4 separate regions of the Mus musculus genome follow, and all the other regions are linked to region 2. The links are chromatin contacts, called in public HiCAR-type and promoter capture Hi-C maps. All regions are on one chromosome and are shown on one strand. The core of a region is the stretch at or near the end of the contact, and the rest is flanking DNA. Distances in the headings are between cores, read along the strand shown. Region 1 overlaps Fbxl17 (F-box and leucine-rich repeat protein 17). Region 2 holds the start of Vapa (vesicle-associated membrane protein, associated protein A). Region 3 holds the start of Efna5 (ephrin A5). Region 4 holds the start of Fbxl17 (F-box and leucine-rich repeat protein 17).

Region 1 (3,386 bases), core at 856-3,355, 2.3 Mb before region 2:
AACTATAGGTAACGAAACTCTTGATTTTGACTGACTCTTGAACACTCACAGAGCCACATCCAGGTCCACCTGTTGCAAGGTGGACCAGATGATGGTACCAGGCCACCAGTGCATGTCACTGATTGATATTTACAATCCATAGTGGAGCTAACAGGTATGCCCTGACTCACATGCCAGGGCATGCAAGACAGTATAGACAAACACTGGACACACTAAGGCTCATTGCTTTTATGAGCTGGCAGTCCCTGACTGGTGTATGTTCACATGGCCTTCCTATGATCATTTGACCAACACCTGCAGAACTCTGACAGCATGCAGGGTTGGCTGCAGGACGCTAACCCCCGGGATACCATCAGAAGACACAGACCCAGCATCTCTACAGGCTTGGCATTTTAGTCAGAACTCACAAACAGCCCTGTCAAATTCATCACATTCATTTGCTTGCTGGGAAACATTTCAACAGTGCCCTCCAGTGCTTCATTAAAAGCTACCTGAAATAATCCCACATAGTCTAAAACAGATAATTACATCTAGAGAAACTGACATCTTAATTAAGCCTGCTTTCCTTATAATTCACCAGTAGTCTTGGGGTACACAAATCCCAAAGGATTTGAGTAAGCAAAGCCTTTCCACCCCAGCATTTTCAGACACAGGGTGAGACATTAAAAAAAAAAGTCAGAATGCAAAATTTAATAACCACTTTTCAGTTTAATACTGCACTGTTCAAAAGAAATTAGCTTGCAGCCATTCACATTGAAAGACAAAAATTAGTGGATGATTGGTATGTCCAGGTCTGTGTTTAAATATAAAATGAGAAACTCAAACATTACCTAGGAAACATGGAATACGAGGAATACAAAGATGTCTCCAAATGTCTTCAATTTTCCTTAAGACCAAGAAAAGATGAAAAAAAAAGGAAAAGAAAAACAGGGAAGGGCACAAGTGGAAGCCCAGATAGGAGGATAAAAATATACACACAGGGAGAGAGAAAGGGAGGGAGGAAAGAAGGGAGGAAGGGAGAGAGGGAGGGAGGGAGGAAAAAGGGGGGAAGAAGGGAGGAAGAAGGGAGGGAAGGAGCAGGGGCTGGCCACATTGTACAAGATGACTATGGTGAATGAAACAAGGAGACACAGAGTGTGTTCCCACAAGCCAAATAGATAAATACGTTTAAGTGACAATTAGTTTCTAAAACTTTAAAGGCTTTACCAATACTAGATTTATTAGGAGCAAGCAATCAGTTATAATAAAACTGGGGAATAAAATCAAGGTTAAGACTGAATGCCTTACTAATGGCTACCAGAACTTCGGAGATCATACACATGGCCAGTCTTCAAGAAGCCTCTGAAGATGGAAGCCAAGGTAAAGTTCAAGGGTACAGGCCGCGTGGGCTAAAGGAAGGCATCATGAGGAAAGAACCGACTGTGTCACAGATCCTGAAGAGTAAAGTCACAAAATTAGAAACGTAGACGGCTGGTAACAGAAGGAGAAAACAGAGGCCATCTATCTAACAACTGCACCAGAGACCAGAGCAGCTCACAGAGCGCACTCTGTTCCGCACTCGGTTCAAGTGTGGCAATGCTGTACACAGTACCAAAGGATCAAAATGTCGCGTTCTTGACCTTTGGACAGACCCTTCCCATTACAACATGGAGCTGGGAGCAGCAGGGTGAAATCGGAAGGCTTTTAAATCACCTGTTAGTAAAGTGGAACTGCCTGGTTTCTTTGGAGACTCAGGTTATAATGCTGTTTTGCTGGGGCAGACAGGTGAAAGAATGTTTTGTAAAGCAAAGAAGTTAAAGAATGTTTTGCTGAAGCTGACACGGGTGAATGTTTTGCTACAGCAAACACGTAAAAGTACACATGATATTTAGAAAGAATATAAATCTGACCCACAGACAGTGAGAGTGAGCACTGGTTCACTTTGCTTCACCGTGCTAGTCTTAGTTGATGACACACATAGACTGGTTACCCTTACCCTATGTTGCTGAGCTTCACTCTAATGATTTCATAGAAAACAAAGAACTTCCTGTGAGGTTCCAGCAGCTTCTTACCACTTCAGCAGACTTGGCGCAGCTGGCAAGCCTTGAGGTTTCCTCTCAGTTGAATGGCCTTGCTGATTCATGTGTAGTGTCTGCCGAGCAGACTGCAGCTGCTGACTTGTATGTGGTGTCTGCTGGAGCCTTGTGGCTTCTTCTGAATTGCACTCCCTTGCTGATTCCTGTTTGGTGTTTGCTAGTAGACTGAACTAAGAACAAGGACATTTGGAACTCCCTAATGAATTATTTCTAAACAGGTCCATTTCCCCCATATCCTAATAACCTTTCTTTTCTACTACCTCTGGTAAGTAGGTGTACTGGCTAGTTTTGTGTCAACTTGACAGAGGCTGGAGTTATCACAGAGAAAGGAGCTTCACTTGGGGAAAATCCAGCTGCAAGCACTATTTCTCAATTAGTGGTCAAGGGGAAAGGTCCCCTTGTGAATGGTGCCATCCCTGGGCTGGTAGTCTTGGGTTCTATAAGGGAGCAGGCTGAGCAAGCCAGGGAAAGCAAGCCAGTAAAGAACATCCTTCCAGGGTCTCTGCATCAGCTCCTGCTTCCTGACCTGCTTGAGTTCCAGTCCTGACTTCCTTGGTGATGAACAACAGTATGGAAGTGTAAGCCAAATAAACCCTTTTCTCCCCAACTTGCTTCTTGGTCATGATGTTTGTGCAGGAATAGAAACCCTGACTAAGACAGTAGGCTAGAGGGAAGGTTGAACCCTTACTAAAGTAGGTTGTGAAAAATATATGCCTGCATTTTAGTTTGGCACAAACAGTGAGTGAGAATCACTACGTGTAAAACCAAGACTTCCAGGATCTTGTAATCTATAGCAAGACTATGGCAGTGCTCAGGCATGTCATATTCCTTTTTGACCTGTTTTTTATTTTTTTTTATCTTTTTCTTTTTCCATTGAGATTATAATTGAATCATATCTTCATCTAAACCTATTTGTTCTTTCAAATTCACATGCCTCTTTTTTTTTCCTTCCATTAAGTGTTGCTGGATGCATTTATATCCTTACACCCACAGGTAGGTATAGTCACTTCATCAGGAAAACTTCTCTTTGCAACACATGGAGTCCTCTACCAGAAAGCACAACCAATCAGAATACAGAGCTGTGGAGCCCAGATCCAGTAGACACATCTATGGAGCACTCCCTCACCTAAGGCTCAGGGAACATTACAGAAGACAGGCCAGAAAGACCGCAAGAACCAGAGGATCAGGGAGGATGTGAAGCATCGTCTCCTCATAACATCCAAAGCTACATCCACAAAGTCTCACTAGCCGGACAGCCCAAACACAGCCTCAACAAGGACATGCGAAGTGGATAGGGGGAGCTGATGAGGC
Region 2 (3,337 bases), core at 21-2,520:
GTTCTCCTTAAAATAAAGTAAATTGTTCTGTGTAACGTTTCGTTTCCTACACACTGAGAAGGCAAACCGCCTTGGATCTGAACAAGAATCACCAAGCCACTGTCTATCACAGTCAATGCTCCAAAGTCAACAGTTCCAGAGCTGTGTGGCACCTTAGCAGCTTTCTCGGGATACGCAGGGAAACCGCAAGCGTAAGCGGGTCACAAACGCTGAAAGAATTCTTCAGTAAAGACAGTGTGCACTCAAGGACTGGGTCCTCCGTACCTAGGGACAATCCGAGCTGACACAAGGGACCCACTACCATTAACCTCTGACCATGCATGCCCCAGCTGACGCACAGCTTTCTGCCGCGCGCCTGGGGGCCGTGCCAACACGCGGGGTCAGTCCCAGCCAGAGACTCTGCTGCCTGGTCTCCCGGCTCAGCCAGAGTCCCGCACCTGACCGGGAAAGACTCCGGGCGAGGCCGCGACCGTGAACGCCTCCTCGCCCGCGGCGGACCGCGCCTGCCCAAAGCCGCCGAACGGCGCCCACTGGCGCCCGCCGACTAGGGAGCTCCGGCTCCCAGTCGCCCTCCCGCACCGCCCGACCGCACCGCGCCGCGCCGCGGCCGCCCCTGGGGCAAGGACGCCATGCGGGCCGGCGGGCAAGGCGCGGGCGGGCTCCCACGGCGCCCCCGCGGGGCCGCAAGATGGCGGCGGAGCCCTCCGCGGCGCCCGGCGGCTCCCTCCCCTCCCCTCCGCAGCGCAGCCCAGCCCGGCCCGGCCCGGCCCGGCAGCGGCGGACGGCGAGGCGCGGGGCCGAGGGACGCAGCGGGGCCGCGGCTCCGACGCTCGGCCGGGGCGTGGGGGAGGGGAGCACGGCCCGGCCACCCCGCCGCCGCCCGCCAGCCCCAGCCCCAGCCTCAGCTCCGCTCCGGAGCGTCCCAGCCAGCCTACCTTTGAATTTGAGGTCTGAAGGAGGGTCGAGGACCAGGATCTGCTCGTGCTTCGCCATGGCCCCGGAGGCGGACGCCATAGGAGACAGCGCAGCGCAGAGCGGGGGCGCGCCCGCGGCGGCGGTTCGCTGGCGGGGGCGAGGGGACGGTGGCGGCGCCGGCTCCGCGGAGCTCTAGGACGGGGCCAGGCTCACGATTCCCGAAGCTCCGCGCCTGCTGCCGGGCCGCGGGGGTCCCGAGGGCAGCCTGTCCGCTCAGCAGCTCCGGGTGTCACAACTGACTCAACCCCACACCAGCCGCCGCGGCCACGCGCACTGCGATCCTCGGCGCCCCACGTGACGGGCCCTACGTGCCTACGTGCGCGCCCCCGCGGCCTGGAGCCCTCGTGCTGGCCCCGCCCTCCGGGCCTAACTGGGGGGTGGGAGGGGTCAACGCTGAGCTAGTGCGCCTGCGCACCTCCGACTTGGCCGCAGCTCCGGGCGCCGCGCCGCTGTCAATCTCCGTAGAGCAGGGTCGGGGGGGCGGAGCGGGGCTCTTTGCGGGGAGACGCGGTGCACGGCGCCCCGGGAAGGGGGTGTCGTTCTTGGGGCCCTGGAGCTGCGAGTGCGGGGCTGGAGCGCCGACTACGACGCTACCTCACGGCGTTCCAAGTGGAATTCCGAACGGAAGAGAGTCATGAAGCGCCGGGTACCTCGACTCCCAGCATGCCCTGTGCGGGCGGCGCCTCCGCGGTGGCTGCTGGGAACCGGGAAGGCGACCTGGGTCCGTTGGAGGCGAGTGGGTGGGGCCGCTGACGCGGCTTTTGGCTCGCCGAGGGCGTCTTGTCTGCCCTGGAAAAGAGAAGGGTTTTTGCAGGCTGCCTGGAAGCCAGGCATCCCAGGAGAGACCGCCCTTTGGGAGAGCGGCAGGGCGTGTCCCTCTGGTCTGCTGGGGATTCCTTCCGCCCTCAGCGAACGTGCGCTCCGTTCTGCCTGCTGTTCCAAGACTGCCTCCTCCCCATCTCCCTCCTGCCCAGCCAAAGGAAACACATCTCGCTCACAAGCGAACGAGTTCCAGGGGAAATCTGTGCCAGGCACAGTTTCTCTACAAGGGTAGAAACGAAATCTCTGTTCCTACAGCGTGGAGTTCACGTGCTGTATCTACAGTGTGGTTCACTTCAAACTCATACCCAAATCTGTTTGCCACATTCTCGTGCTAGGGACGAATTTTATCTGTATCACTTAGGAGAGCCTGTACCAAATGAGAAAAAAAAAAAAAAATGCCAAGCAAGTTGCTGACAGATATTCAGCCCCTTGCCAGGGTATCCAGGGACGGGAAGAGCAAACAAAACAAATGGATGTGCTGTAAAAACCTTTATTGTGTCCTATGGTGCTGCTTGAATTTAAATCTCTAGGAAGCTCCGTGCGAAACAAAGCACATATTCATGCTTCTGCCACGAAAAGGCACTCTAGATTGCTTGGAAGTAAATGTCGAAATGAGCAGTCTAGAATACAGCTAATTAGACTTTTTCAACTTGCCGCCCCGACACCTGAAAAACTTTCATGCCACTCGAGGTATATAGGATATAATAGTGGTATAAAGCAAACATTGGTCGTTTAAAAAAAAAAGTTTGTTTTCTTTCTTTGAATGCTTACTTTGTATCCTAACCTAAAAAATGAATTTTGAAAAGAAGCAGACCAAAAATCCATTTAAGACAAAAGCAAGCTTGTATGCAAACGAGATGGATTTCCTTGTTCATCTCTACGTAAAAATTATTTATTCTTGGCTGAATATTTGATATTGCTAAACACAACATTGTCAACTTTTTTTGTAATTGATTGCTATTTTGATTTTATAATTACCAATGCTGAGAATCATTTTATATAAATACCTAGTGCAAAGTGGCAAAAAAATAGATTTGGAAACATTTCAAAAATAGTTGGAAATTCTATCCCAATCACCAGCCAAAATTTTCGTGTGATTTTTTTAATGAAGTGCAAATCAGTAACTCAAACTGCAATTTTAAAATAAAAAATTCTAACACAATGCAATCCCAAGATGTATAAATTTAACATGTGCTAAGAAACAATAACAAGAAAATATTATCTTTTTTCCTTAATTAAACCATTATGTCTTTGAAGAGTAGAAGTCTAGGAGCAGAAAAGCTGCCTCAGCGGTTAAAAGCACATACTGCTCTTGCAGAAGACTTGAATTTTGTTCCCAGCACCCATAGCAGGCTGCTCACATCTACCTGAAACTCCAACTCCAGGGACAGCCAATGCCTCTGGCCACTGGAGAGTACTTGCACTCATGCACAGATCCTAACAAGTATACGTAATTAAAAATAATCTCTTCAAAGACTAGAAAACTGTACAATAAGAGAGCACTGCAGTTCATATCTGAGCCAAGGTGTTTCAGGCAGCA
Region 3 (3,249 bases), core at 17-2,516, 2.7 Mb before region 2:
AAGTCCCCGGCGCCCGCTTCCAGCCTCCCGCCAAGCCCGCAGGCTTTGGGGTCGCCTAGACGCTGTCGCAGGTAACCACGCGCGTCCCTCCAGCTGCACAGCGCCAGGCCCCGGGGCGAAGGCTCCCACCTTCCGGCTTGCCAACTCCAGCGGCTCGCTCTGCACTCGTGACGTAACCCGGCATTCGATCAAACTTTCTGGCACCTTAAGCCCACTGGGGGGGAAAGGAGGGTGCCCGAGCTGGGAGAATCCTTTCCAGGGCCAAGCGCGATGGGCCTAGACCGACTTGGCGGTGTGTGTGTGGGGGGGGGGGGGGTCACCTAACAGTTATCTCGCAGTTAAAAAGAACATTAAACCCTAAAGCTTCCGCTTTCCACTCACCCATCCCTCCAACCCCCCTTTGCTTCCCTCTAACCGGTACGCGCTCTCTCTATGCGCGCAAGGAGGTAAAAGAAGGCATTATGTTTAAGTAAAAATTTTAAAATTAAAAAAAAAAGAAAACTTTGATGCTATCTATCAGGATCCCGGCCTCAGCCCCGCGCCCCCCAGGCTCCAGGGAGGACCTCTTGGCAGTACGCACCCGAGGCTACCAGCACCCAAGCTCTAAGCCGGGATCCGGAGGTGCGGGCCAATCTCCCCGACTGGGAAGCGATGGCCCGGGTCCGGGGCTCCCGCCCATTCCCGTGTCTTCCCCGCACCCGGTCGGAGGCAGCGGCTCCGCGCAGCCCTGGGGATTGCTAGCAGCCGCCGGCCCTGCCGCCCTGGCTTAACAAAGAGCGGCGCGGAGCGAGCGCTTCCCGCCGGCGCCGGGCGGCCAGCGGCGTCTGGCGACGCAGGCTCCGAGGGCGCGCGCTGCCTGCGGCTGGTGCGCGCCGCTCCCGGCCGCCGTGTCCCCTGCTCCCGGCCCAGGCCCGCGGAGCCCGAGCTTTTGGCGCCCCCGCCCCGGCCACCTTACCTGGGGTTGCTGCTGTTCCAGTAGACGGCGTAGCGGTCGGCGACGACTTTGGAGCCCGGGTCCTGGCTGAACACACACATCCAGAGCACCAGAAAGAGCAGCGTCAACATCTCCACGTGCAACATCACGCCTAGCCAGCGGCGGAGCCCCCGACGCGCCACTCCGGGGAGAGATCGGGGATCCAGGGGGAGGGAGGGAGAGGGGCAGACGAAGAGAGCGGACGCCAAATAAATAGGAATAAATACGATGAAGGGGCGAGAGGCGCGCGGCGAGCGCGGGAGGAAGAGGAAGAGGAGAGAGAGAAGAAGGAGGCAGTGGCTGGGGCGGGGGGACAAACTCGCACCCCCACTGAAGGGCTCGGGAGGGGAGAAGAATCACAAGACGGAGAGACGCGTGCGTGTGTGCGGTGGCGGCGGCGAGGGCGGGGGTAGGGGTGCGGAGCTGTGTCTCGGGCGGCGGCTGCAAGCCGGTCACCCCGGGAGAGGGAGGTGCGTGCGGGGCCGGGCGGCGGCAGCGCGGGTCGGGGCAGGCGGCGGCGCGCGCTGCACAGTCACGGGGAGTTGAGCGCCGCGGCTGCGGGGAGACATACACCGGCCCGCCGGGCCCGGCTCAGTGTCGGCGCCGCGGTCTGCACGGGCTTCCTCCGCCGCGCTGGGCCCTCACCGTGCGCCCCGCTTTGTTCCAAGTTACTTTGGCGGCCGGAGAGAAACTGCAGGAGGAGGGCGCTGTGTGGAGGGGGGCGGGGGGGGGGGCGTCCTCACACTGGTGTCCCCAGGAGGCTGGAAGCAGTCCGGAGCCTCCCTTCTGTGCCTTGGCCAGGCGACCCCCCGCAAGGCTCGCAGGAGTCCTGTGGACTGCGGTACCCGGAGGTGCGCAGAGAAGAGTGGCGATCTGGATCCGCAAGCCCGGCTCTGCCGGAGTCCTGGAACTGCCCAAAGCCGCAGCCGAGCGCTCAGGCGAGGAGAGGAGGAGCGGGTCTTGCTTCGGAAAAGGCTCCAAGAAAAGTTTGGCTCTTCACGTCTTCCAGCAGGTCCCCAAAGGAGTCCGACCGCAGAGGCAGAGCGAGATGGCACCCCCGGGCGCTGGCTGAGTCGGGGATTTCTCCTGCTAGCTTGTCTTGGCCGGGTGTGGGTGCCGCGGAGTGAATGAAGAGCAGAGGTTGTGAACCAGCCAGCCAGGCGGGGCCGGGATGCCCAAACCTGCAGGGCGACGCCAAGCCAACTGCCGGGCTGAGAAGCGAGAGGGGAAACAATCACTTTCGGATGGAGCCCTCCAAGTCCGGGATGGGCTGATGACAGTCTCCGTTCGCCTTCCGGGAGAGAGGCTGAACCCCCGCACGGCGTGCCCAGAGCCCCGGGGGGGAGCTCTCAGAAGTGTCCCTGGGACTCGGACCTCTCCGGCCCCAACCCCAGCAACTTGTAGAGATTCATCAATCAGTTTGAAACCGGGAGGGAAAAAGGGAGAGGGAGCACACGCGAGCTGCTGGCACCTCCCCGATGACTACATCAGAAAACCTTCCCGATCCGGAGCTGCCTCCTCCTTCCCTCCTTAGGCACAGCAGTAACGAGAGGTGAAAGCCACCGACCGAATCCTAAAACCTCTGCCCAGGCGGGAAAATAAACTTGAGTGCAGCGGCGCGAGCAGCCTGGAGAGGTTGGGAAGACTGGCGAGAAGTAGAAAGGAGGGGAAAAGTCAGTTTTGCAAAAGAGGAGGGAAAAAAAAAAAAAAAGAAAAGGAGAGAAAAAATGCTTTATGGGAAAAAAAATCTCCTCGGGCACGCCCCCTCGTTAATGACCTGCGTGTAAAGCCGACTGCCGCGGCGGCCCAGGCGGCAGCAGCCTCGGCACCACGCGAGCCCGCGCGCGTGGACGTGGACGTGGGCCAGCGGGAGGGGGGCTCCGCCCGGGCGTGTTGCGCGGGGCGCTGGGTTGGCAGGCGGCGCGAGCGTGGGGGGTGAGCTCCGGACCGAGCAGGGGGAGGCGCCGCCGGCGCTGCTGCCTCCGCGGCCCAGGTCATGTGGGCTGCTCCCCTCCCCACTCCCCCTCCCTCCATGCAGTTTACTTGGAGGGTGGGGGGTGATTGGAGTAACCAGTCAGGGAGAGGCCTGCTGTTTGCTTACAGATCGGTTTTTTTTTTTTTCCCCTCTCTTTTCTCTAACCGGATTGGTTTGCTCCGGGAGAAAGAGGCGTTTTCCTCATCTCCTCCCTCCCCACGCCTCCACCCCCACCCCCGCCCCACCTTCCTGAAACCTGACTAATTGAATTACTGAGAGTGCCGAGGCACCCTCTCCGCGG
Region 4 (3,509 bases), core at 426-2,925, 2.1 Mb before region 2:
ACCCCCCCCCCTCCTCTGCACACAGGGGGAGGAGAGAGAAAGCCTCGGAGGCGGGGGAGCCGGGTTAGGGGGGCGGGGGGGGGGGAGTGAGCATCCCTGCGCCTCCTCGCCCAGACCCACCTTAAGCAGGATGGACGGCGGCAGTTGGTTGATGTCTGGGATCTCGGGGGGCGGCTCCCTGTGACAGTCGCAGGGGTTTTCGGGGGGCTCCTGACAGTCCGCGTCGCCGCTCTCGGGCTGCTGCTGGGCAGACGAGGGGGCGGTGCCCCCGGCTCGGACTGTGTCCCCGGCGGCGGCCACGATGGGGGCACACTCTGAGGCGGGAGAGGCGGGCGCGGGGCAGAGCGGCGGCGGGGGCTGCTCCGGGGCCTGGCAGCAGCCGGCATCGGGCGGCCGCGGCGGCGAGGCACCTCCTCCCGCGGGCCCTCCCCCGCCGCCGCCGCCCCCGCCGCAGCCCCCGCAGCCGCAACGGGGCTGCTTGCAGGGGGTGCAGGCGGGGACCCCGGCCCCTTTCCGCTTGCAAACCATCTCGAGGGCCGTGGCGGGCTCGGCCTGCGGCGGCGGCGCCGGCGGTGCCCGGAAGAGCTGCACGGCGGCCAGCGGTCCCAGGAAGCGCACGGGCCCCACGCCGGCCAGGAAGAGGCTCCGGCCCTGCTGCTCCCAGGCGGCGGCGGCGGCCAGCCCCAGCTCCTTGCAGCAGGACGCGGGCGACGAGGCAGCGGCGGCGGCGGCGGCGGCCGAGGACAGCAGGAAGCGGCGTGCGGCGGCGGCGCAGTCCTCGGCGGCCAGGGCCGCGTAGCGCCGCGCCAAGTGCTGCGAGGAGACGGCGGCGTAGGCCCCGTCCCGCGGCGGCGGCGGCGGTGGCGAGAGCGGCGGCTCCTCCTCTAGGCCGGCGGAGGCGGGCGCGCCGGGGCTGTGCACGATGAAGCAGAGCATGCAGGGCCCGCGGAAGAAGCAGTCCCGGCTCCGGGGCGCCGCGGGCTGCGGGGACGCCTTGGCCAGAGCCCGGCGGGGCAGTCTGAGGAGAGGGCGCCGGCGGCGACACCAGCTGCAGCAGCGAGGCCTCTTCTGGCTCGGGCGGTTACGCGGCTCCTTCGAGAGAAGGTGGCCCATATAGAAGGCCCCGAGGAGGGCGACCGGGACGGGGCGGGAGAGGGAGGCCCGAGGGGCGGGCTCCGGCGGCGGGGCAGGCCGCTGGCTGGGTCGCCCGCGCCGCGCACCCGGCACACGCGACGGCGGGGGTGGGCGTCAGCTGCGGGCCGCCCGGGTGCCCGACGCGGGCTACATGCTTTGCCCCCCGGGGAGCCGGGAGGAGGACGGGCGCGAGCTGTGGGGACGCGAGGGAGGGAAGCGAGTCTGCCGGCCAGGCCAGCCGGTTCAGTCAGTCAGCGCCGCGGCGGGGGCAGCGCGGGCCCGACTCGGACCATTTTAACTGCGGCTGGGCCGGCGGCGCGCGAGCCCGCGACACGGCCCGTCGCCGCGGGAGCGCGCCGCCCGCTCCGGGAGGGGGCGGAGCCGCCCGCGGGGGCGCGCGGGTCTCACCCAGGGGCGGGAGCGCCGCCGGGGGAGAAGCGGGGACCTCGGGGCTGCGCGCTGACGGGGCCGCGCACTCCCTCCGGCTGCACACGGAGGTGGCCTGGACGCCTCCGGGCTCACGCCCCTCTCCCGAAGCGGATGGAGACGCTTCCGAGCCAGCTGGGTGACATCCGTTTCCACGGCCGCGCTGACGTCTGGAGGTGTAAGTTCAAGAGCTGCCATTGGCCAGGCTCAGCTTGGCTCTTCCCCTTCACTTCCCACCCCACCATCGCCCTGACTCGGAAACTGAGGCCAATTGAGAACGGAAGAACCAGTTCCACCTGAGAGGCCTGAGCCCTTGGGTGATGGGTGACAGTCCAGTAAGGATCCGTTAGCTAGGTGACTACACTGATTCTACTCCTGTGTCTAGGCACCTGTTGCATACTGCTGCCTTTGCACACAATTGCGGGCTGAAAACATGTATCACGCTGAAAACAGGTATACACGCTGGAAAAAACACTCCAACATTCCAGGCTCCAAGCTCAATGTTACTGTTGTTTGACACCTTGAAATCCAGTCTGTCCACTCTGTGAATATTAGTGTGGTGCCCTTAGGACAGACTTTGGTGGCTAAGGTGGGGAACTAAAACATGCAAGTTGATCAGACTTCAGAAGTCTTAAGTTACAGTGATGACACAGGTTCTCGGATGGGGAGAGGTCAGCTTTCACAGGGGAGAAGGTAGGGAAAGTTAGTTGTCTTAGTCTCTTCTGCTGCTATAACAATGCTACATACAACAGTAAACTATGAAGAAGTTTATCTCGCTCTGGAGGCTTTGGAAAGTAGAATAACATGCAGTGTCAGCTAAGTGGCAGGGTAAAAGCGCCGGAAACTGTCTATCATTTTTTATCGGGAACCTACTCTTGTGGTAACAATTTGTTCCTGGAGGGCGGAACTCTAGTGTCCTCATCACCTCTTAAAGGACCCCCTTAGGAATGTTGCATGCATACTGTTAACAGTAGCAAATTTCAGGGTAAGTTTTGGAGGGAACTTTGAAACCATGCTAAGAGTCCAAAGCAGTGGATCAGGCAGTGGAGAGGACTTTAGAAAAAGTGTCAGTGGGGGGAGTGGCAGAAAAGAAACAAAGGCTGCGAAGAAATGAGGTGATTTGTTTCTGGCAGTTTCTACTCTTCATTAAAAGAAGCCCCACCCCTCCCTGCTGAAGAATATACTCCCTGGGTATATTCAAAAGCTACCGGGGAGAGAGTTGAGGATATCAGAATTTCAAAAACCAATGGGAAAAAGATTTGTCCAGATATTCACATATTTGTTACTCTCAAATGTGCTGTCTGAACTCCTTCACCTACGGATATCCCCCACATGCCCATGGTTCTTCTGCCTGTAATCGAGGAAAGGGTCTTCCAGGCTCTCAGAGCTCCATTCGTGAATCGTCAAGTTATGGCCATCTCGGCTTGGCTCTTTTCTAGAGCAAATGAAGCTAAAATTGTGCAGAAAGTACAGCCCTGTCAGTTTCTTGTAAGTCAAGCATTCGTCTACCCTTTGGCACATAAAGACCCACATCTTGTGTTCACCAAGAGAAATAAAGTCCTGTCTGCAAAAAGACTTGTATGGAAACGCAAATGTACTGATGAGAGCAAAACTCTCAAGGAGCCCAGATGTCTGTCAGTGGGAGAATGAGGAAGCTGGAATATTCAGTGCACCACTACTCTTGAATTAAAAATAAAATAGAATATGAATGGATCTCATAAATGTGTGTTGAATCAGACTGTGGAGTTAGAAACGAGAATGCCTTCCTGATTTTAGCAAGTCCTTTATAGAGAGCCTGGCACCATGCATACCCATCAGGGGCACATATGCACTCGAACTGCAACTTAACGTTTCTAAAGATGAGGTAGGCAGACTCTGAGACTTTTAAGTTTCTGAAGTTCACGGTAGCTATTATAATCCTTAGCCAGTCAGAAGTGAACAAGTTGCCC

What was found. Promoter capture Hi-C pulls out the DNA fragments that hold promoters and counts their contacts. HiCAR-type assays count read pairs that join an accessible place to other places.
Region 1: a promoter capture Hi-C map of liver shows a contact between it and region 2, with 3 times the contacts expected there. The contact joins the enhancer-like site here to the promoter of Vapa in region 2. A contact is called at or near these places in 2 of 39 promoter capture datasets (liver and pre-B cells) and 3 of 115 datasets of contacts at active chromatin or transcription factors (bone marrow-derived dendritic cells, embryonic forebrain and large pre-B cells).
Region 3: a promoter capture Hi-C map of pre-B cells shows a contact between it and region 2, with 8 times the contacts expected there. The contact joins the promoter of Efna5 here to the promoter of Vapa in region 2. A contact is called at or near these places in 2 of 39 promoter capture datasets (hippocampal neurons and pre-B cells) and 1 of 484 Hi-C or Micro-C datasets (embryonic stem cells).
Region 4: a contact with region 2 is called in a HiCAR-type map of astrocytes, with 10 times the contacts expected there. The contact joins the promoter of Fbxl17 here to the promoter of Vapa in region 2. A contact is called at or near these places in 12 of 39 promoter capture datasets (the 3T3-L1 cell line, 3T3-L1-derived adipocytes, cranial neural crest and 7 more), 7 of 484 Hi-C or Micro-C datasets (CD4 T cells, CD8 T cells, double positive thymocytes and 2 more), 14 of 115 datasets of contacts at active chromatin or transcription factors (the SCID.adh cell line, T-cell acute lymphoblastic leukemia, astrocytes and 11 more) and 3 of 9 other capture datasets (adipose tissue, embryonic stem cells and liver).

The regions. Positions count from the first base shown.
Region 1 is chr17:63,360,281-63,363,666 of GRCm38.p6, forward strand. All of the region lies in intron 5 of Fbxl17 (F-box and leucine-rich repeat protein 17), which reads right to left. Among named protein-coding and RNA genes, the nearest start is that of 4930405O22Rik, 49 kb to the left of the region's middle. Within about 2 kb of position 2,106, at least 26 of the 459 cell types and tissues checked have an H3K27ac peak or open chromatin away from gene starts, as enhancers often do. A contact at or near this core is called in liver, where this site is marked.
Region 2 is chr17:65,612,285-65,615,621 of GRCm38.p6, forward strand. Vapa (vesicle-associated membrane protein, associated protein A) reads right to left here and starts at 1,271. Exons shown (of 6, transcript NM_013933.3): 1 at 936-1,271. The coding sequence starts at 1,014.
Region 3 is chr17:62,880,051-62,883,299 of GRCm38.p6, forward strand. It overlaps Efna5 (ephrin A5), which reads right to left and starts at 1,267. Exons shown (of 5, transcript NM_207654.2): 1 at 956-1,267. The coding sequence starts at 1,080.
Region 4 is chr17:63,498,905-63,502,413 of GRCm38.p6, forward strand. Fbxl17 (F-box and leucine-rich repeat protein 17) reads right to left here and starts at 1,676. Exons shown (of 9, transcript NM_015794.1): 1 at 121-1,676. The coding sequence starts at 1,113.